2 separate regions of the Gossypium raimondii genome follow, and region 2 is linked to region 1. The links are chromatin contacts, called in public Hi-C maps. All regions are on one chromosome and are shown on one strand. The core of a region is the stretch at or near the end of the contact, and the rest is flanking DNA. Distances in the headings are between cores, read along the strand shown.

What was found. A called contact is a pair of places that touch in the nucleus more often than the background predicts.
Region 2: a Hi-C map of leaf shows a contact between it and region 1, with 3 times the contacts expected there. The contact joins the promoter of LOC105784664 here to the promoter of LOC105784678 in region 1. A contact is called at or near these places in 2 of 2 Hi-C or Micro-C datasets (both in leaf).

Annotation. Positions count from the first base shown.
Region 1 is chr7:22,351,810-22,355,167 of ASM2569854v1, reverse strand. LOC105784678 (U-box domain-containing protein 9) reads left to right here and starts at 1,863. Exons shown (of 2, transcript XM_012610586.2): 1 at 1,863-2,201; 2 at 2,789-3,358. The coding sequence starts at 1,893.
Region 2 is chr7:22,600,277-22,603,634 of ASM2569854v1, reverse strand. LOC105784664 (40S ribosomal protein S8) reads right to left here and starts at 1,667. Exons shown (of 5, transcript XM_012610563.2): 1 at 1,503-1,667; 2 at 1,310-1,382; 3 at 251-581; 4 at 1-97. The coding sequence starts at 1,506.

The sequences.
Region 1 (3,358 bases), core at 614-3,113:
TCATTTAGTCACCCAACTTTAATAAGTTTTCATTTTAATCACTCATTTCTTTTTTTAATTATTTTAAAAATTAATTTTAGTTTTCTCAAGAAACTTGGGGTTTTATAGGAATTACCTAGTTTTTATAGGAAAATTTAGATTTTTACAAGGAAAATCATTTTATCATTTTAACTTTTTATCATTTTAGTTTTTTATAGAAAAAGAAAATGGAGTTTTACAAAAAAATTAAATTTTAAAGAAAAATCATTTTATATTTTTAATTGTCTTTATTTTTTCATCTTTAAAATTAAAATTTAGGTTTTTCTAGTAAAAAGGAAAATCTTGAGTTCTTTTTAGGGAAAACCTAGTTTTTTATTATAGAGAATTGAATTACAAAAAAGAAAAAAATCCCTTCAAAGTTGAATTACTCAATTTCATGTAAAAACCTAAGTAATTTGTTACGAAGTATAATCAAATTAATTTGATGGCTTGAAAAGTAATTGCTTGGAGAATTTGGAAGAACAAAAATCTTTTCATCTTCCAAAACATCAATTAGACGGCTTATGAAATTGTAAAAGTCTCTCTCAGTTGGGCCCAACAGTTTAAATCTTTTCTAAATGGGGTCAAGCCTAACTCACCAAATTCGGAATTTCATTCTCATTATGAAGACAATTGAGTCTATTTATTTTCTGATGGAGCAGTGGCTAAAGCTTCCGGAAATGCTTTCGCAGGTGGGGTGGTTCGTGATCGGGTTGGCAATTGGATTTTGGGCTTCAATCATTATTTGGGCAAATGTTCGCCTTTGGAGCAGAACTTTGGGGTATTCTTGATGGAATTCTCATTTTATTACATAAGGGCTATAAGAAAGTCAGGATTTAGACAGATAACTTTGAGGTGGTTAGGGCCTTGTCCATGGAGGAGTCAGTGGACTCCAGTATTACCTTGCTCAGAAGAGTTAAACGGTTTTTGCGCTCTAAAGGTCAGTGGGAAATTAAGTATGTTCCTAGGGAGTGTAATTTAATTGCAGATCAATTGGCAAAGATTAGTCTCTTTTGGTAGGCTTCCCTTCAGATATTTAAAATACCTCCTGATTTGGTAGTTACGGCTATCCAACAAGACAAAGCTTTTAGAGTCTTTTAGTAGTTGTTAAGTTGTATTTCTGTTTATCATTTTTCACAAAAAAAAATCAAATTAATTTTAAAAAGTAAATGAGTGATTAAAATAAAACTTATTAAAGTTAGATACAAAATGAGTATACAATAATAATAAATTAACGGAGTGACCAAGATAAAAAACTTATTAAAATTGAGGGAATAAAATAAAATAGTTGTTAAGAGAAGTGGCAATTAGAAAATTTTTATTTTGATACCGAAAATAAAATTATAAAAATTAGCTTTATTTCAGCTCTCCTTGTCTCTCCCATTACTTTATTTGGCCACAAAAGAAAATTCTTTTAACTCTCTATATTTCTTTATTTATTATGTCGTTCTTTTGTGTGTATATGGAAAGAAAACAGTGACGTGGTCAAATCTAGGCCTTGGATTGAAAACAATGATCCTTTAAATATGACAGAACGGTAAGATGACCTGAAACTCATTAAGCGGCGTGTTTGGAAAGAAACAAACAGATTTCCCACAATATTAAAAAAAAGAAAACAAATAAATAAAGAGAGAGAGAGAGAGAGAGAGAAAAAGTAATAAGTGACAAGTTTGAACTTTGTCTTTGCTTGTTCTTCGTCTTCTCTCAGTTCACCCCCAAAATTAAACTGGAAATTAGTTTGGAATTGAGTTAAGAAAACAAATGAAACAGAGTGTTCTCATTGTCTGGTTTTTTTCTTTTTGTTAATAATTAACGGCTTTCTGATTTTGGTTTTTTTTGGGGGGTTGGGGGTGGCGGGGGTGGGGGAGAATCAGATGGCGAAAACGGGGTTGTTGAGTTCTGATCCAACGGTTAGAGCGAGAGCGGTGGAATTGAAGAAAGAATTGCAGAGGCTGGTTAAGACTATCGTCGACGATGAGGATTACACCATCCACACCGTCGATCAAGCTAAAGATGCTCTTTGCGCTTTGAGAGAACTTAAGTTCAATAAAAGATCGACGGTGCCCACCACCACTACGACCTCGTCCCTGAAGTTACACGAAGCGCTGTCCTGTCCTGAGGAGTTTAAATGTCCTCTTTCTAAAGAGCTTATGAGAGATCCTGTCATTTTAGCTTCTGGCCAGGTACACACCTTTGTTCTTGTTGTTGTTGTTGTTTTTTTTTTTTAAATATTTATGAAAATTTTGAATTGTTATTGAAGATCGAAAGGAACACAAATTGAGATAATTTAGGTGAGATTTAGTTTATTTATTTTATAATTGTATATTTGTTTTGTCCTCAGATTATATCATTTAAAGTGAATTTCCTTTTCTGCATTTCTGTTTTAGTAAGAAAATTATCATCATTTAAGAGTGATTTTGATGTAATTAGTTGAGACTAAAGATTACAAAGTACAGTGTGAGTATTTATTCTAGTCTCTCAGCTATTTAAAGATTACAATTCTTTGATGCGATATGATTTGGTTTGTTTTTCTTTGTATATTAATAGCATTATGGGTGTTAGAGAATCGAATTATTTGGGAAAGCAAATGGATGAATCGCAAAATCCTTCTAAGATGATTGGTTTTACTAGTTTTTTTATTTTAATTTGATGTCCATGGAGTCGAGTTCCTGCCTTTGGATCTATTGTTGTAGTTTGCATTAAGCTTTGATGAATTCTGTCTGTTTTGTCTGTCTTGATACCTGATTTGGTTTCATTTTCTGATGTGCAGACATACGACAGACCCTTTATACAGAAATGGCTGAATGCGGGGAATAGGACTTGCCCTCAGACCGAACAGGTTCTTTCACACACGATTCTAACTCCGAATAATCTAATCAGGGATATGATATCGCAGTGGAGCAAGAGTCAGGGAATAGAATTGCCGAACCCTGTTATGGATGGGAAAGAGGAGGGGGTCACGGAAGCAGAGCGTGATCGTTTCTTTTCTTTGCTTGACAAGTTGTGTGCTGCGCTTCCTCAACAGAAGGAAGCAGCAAAGGAGCTTCGGATGTTGACGAAAAAGATGCCTTCATTCCGTGCACTTTTTGGTGAATCTGTCGATGCCATTCCTCAACTGCTCACCCCGCTCTCCGGGAGCAAATCTGAGAGCTGTGTTCATCCTGACCTCCAGGAAGATGTGATCACGACACTCTTGAACCTTTCAATCCATGACAGCAATAAGAAGCTCGTTGCTGAAACTCCAATGGTTATTCCTCTTCTTATGGAAGCATTGAGATCCGGAACAATTGAAACAAGGAGCAATGCAGCTGCAACACTTTTCACTCTATCCGCTCTTGAT
Region 2 (3,358 bases), core at 418-2,917, 250 kb before region 1:
CAATGTGAGCATCAAGTGTACGTTCCTTCTGGCGCTTCTCAAGCTTCCTTAGCACATGGTTACTCTTCTTAGTTTCCTCGGCAGCAACTTCTCCGTCCTACAGTTTATGATGTAGAATCAGTAACAATACTCAAAACCAACCACAAGAATTACATTGACTAAAGTTACCCATGCAGGGTTTAAACAGTTGGAACTTAAACTGCAACCAATAATTTTGAGAAGAAAAAGGAATCATTTGAAATCTTTCTACCTCAGTAGCTTCCTTCTTAGCTGCTGTCTTCTTCTTCCTCCCAATATCAACACCATAGTGTTGAAGGTACCATTGCTTAAAGGGAGCAGCATCCACTTGAACAATAGCACTCTTTACGAGGGTCTGTGTCCTGACAAGCTCATTGTTTGAGGCATTATATACCACATCAAGAATACGGGTCTTGCGGGTGACAGCTTCGCTACCCCATGAATAGTTGCCTGTATCCAATCTCAATGCCCTCCACTTCACATTGCCTCCTCTAACACGGATTCTCCTTACAGTCTTGTTGCTAGAGAGCTTAGTATTTGCTGGCTGACGACCAAGTTCATACCTTTCAAAAGCCGCCAAAAACATAAAAATTAGCAACTTAGATAAAAGCAAACCAACAAAATACAAACTGAATGAAACTATTCCCAAAAGAATTGAACCCTAATGCACTCCCCAACAAACTCAAACAACAGACCTCTCAGTTCCCCCTTCAAGAAAGAGGTCAAACATTAGACCCTCCATGATGACCATTGCAACACTCAACACACGCACATAAACCTTCCATGTATAAGCATATACCTGTATCAATTAGGAGTCCAACGTAACCTAAGGTCTATCTAATTACACCACACCCCTGAGAAAGGGCAAGCAACCCTTCCTAACACTATCATTTAGAAATAAATCTCATAAATTAGCTTATACAGCTCCTGAATGAAGATGCTCTTTACAGTTTCTAATAACGAACTGAACTTAAAGCTCACTCCATATTTCTTTTCTATACCCACTCAATCTATAATACCCATGATCAAAAGCTTTTGAATGACCCAATACCCAAAACTAAAACAAATCTAACTAATTCAGCATTCAATATCCATAAGAAAGACCATATATTCCATCCATCTTATCTCATTTGCATAAGGTTCAAGGAAAGGGTATTCTCATTGTAATTCATTTAGCAGATTAACTTTTAAAAAAACAAGAACAAAATAAAAAAACAAAAGAGAACAAATCGAGCAAAAACAAACGAAAATGTAAAAAAGGAAATGGGTAGAGAAGTTAAGAAGAAAATACTTTCGCTTCTTCCTCCAAGCCTTCTTCTTGCCACCAGTGGCACGCCTCTTGTGCATGGAATCCCTGGAAATACCTGAGTCAAAGATTGAAAAGAACCCATATTGAGGAGATGATAGTAAAGAGAAAATGAAGGTACAAGTTTTGAGAGTTAGGAAGTGAGAAAAGGAAGGAGGCAGGTAAAGATCGAAGTTACCCATGTTGGCTGAGCGGCGCAAAGAACTGTTTCAATTGCTCTCTTTCGTCTTACGCTCACAGCCACTGCACCAGCTAAAACCCTACCTCTGCCCGTTTATATGCTGCGTTTCCATAAGTTGTAATTAAATGGATTTATTGTTGTGTTCGGTCCGGTCCGGTCCTAGTCAATTTTTATTCTTTACAGGCAAAGGTTCTACTTCTAGTCAAATTTATGCATGTATCGTATCAAAATTATGATTTTCTTAGGCCAAATCACTGATATGGCTAAAAAGATACTGATATTAATTTATTTTAAAAAATCAAATAATGAATTTGAGCTCAATCTTTTAAATAAAAATAATTATTTTGAGAATCTTAATTTGATGATTTATATGAGACAAAATTCCGAGTTTCCTTTTTAAGTTTTAGTTAATTAATGAAAAATTTTAAATAGTGAAATGATTTACAATAAAGCATTTCTACTATTGGAGAGAATTCAATTAAAGCATTGTAAATAAGTGAATAGAACGTATGGGGAGAAGGTAAAAAAAATTGTAGCAAATTTTGTAACACTGAGCTCAACAAAAGGTAGTATTTTGTAAGGTGGAGAAAATGTAAGTATGACTTAAATCAGAATGAGTAAATGTAACACTCTTTACCCGATTCAACGACTAACACGTATAAGTGATGTCATGTTAACACTCTCTCTATTTTTCTAATTTTTTTTATAAAACATCAATTTCACAACTTAATAAAATATCTTAAAACAATTTTAAACATATGCAAAGCTTTCAACACATTTTTAAAATCTTTCCTAATTATTTGGACATGCCCAAAATATAAAACTAGGTTAGGAGCCTAAAATGATTAGAAACACAAGTTGTGCAAGTACAGTAGAGCAAAAGTCTCCATACTTGGGCTATAAGTCTTGAGATTTGGCCTATCTATTGTAATTTTTTAACTACTGGCTTGCAAGTACCTATACCAAACTCCAAAGTATCGATACATGGGTGCAGAGGACCTAAAATTAGTTTGAAAACACTTTATAACATCCCCAAACATCAAGAAATCATACCATTAAGTTCCAATTCATTTTGAAACATTATAAACACTAATTTGAACACAAACTCATTTTAAAAACACAGTCAAATTAAATCAACGCCACAACTCATCTTGAAAATGTTAAATGCATCATACATATAATGAAAACTTTTCAAAACTTACAAACTTAATATAAATACACTTAGTATATGTACATAATATTTTAAACTCTTTTAATAGGAATATAAAACTAAATTCTCTAAGTCTTTCAAACCTCACTCAGGAATGTGATCCTTCAAAGACATGATCTCTAGCTTCACAAAAAAAGGTCTTCCACCTACACATTTAAATCACTAGTGCGTTAAGCTCAAAAAACTTAGTGAGTACACTAAAATTTCCTACTTAACCATATCTCATATTAGTGGCAAGTCATTTTATGAATTATGGAGTTCAAATTCAATTTTGCTACTTACTAATGAGAATTTAGTCCCTTCACTTATTGATTCATTCACTAAGACTTAAGGAATACAAATATTGTTTCAATTAATTAACCACTTAACACACTTAAGGTGGTTACCATTTGTTAGTTGTTTACTCACATGTTAAGTATTCACTTAGATTACCAAATCATTAGTTTCATTATTCAGATTTTGCACATTTTCCACTAATGTTTACCAAGTTTCCCTTATCAAAAGGATTATAAATGTTATCACTTAAACTCTTTTCACTTGTTAATCACATGGTACTTAAACGTTAAGGTCATATTTCACTAATTTAACTTATTAATAACATCAACATTCACTCTTAGGTCCACTTATAATCAATTATTTACTT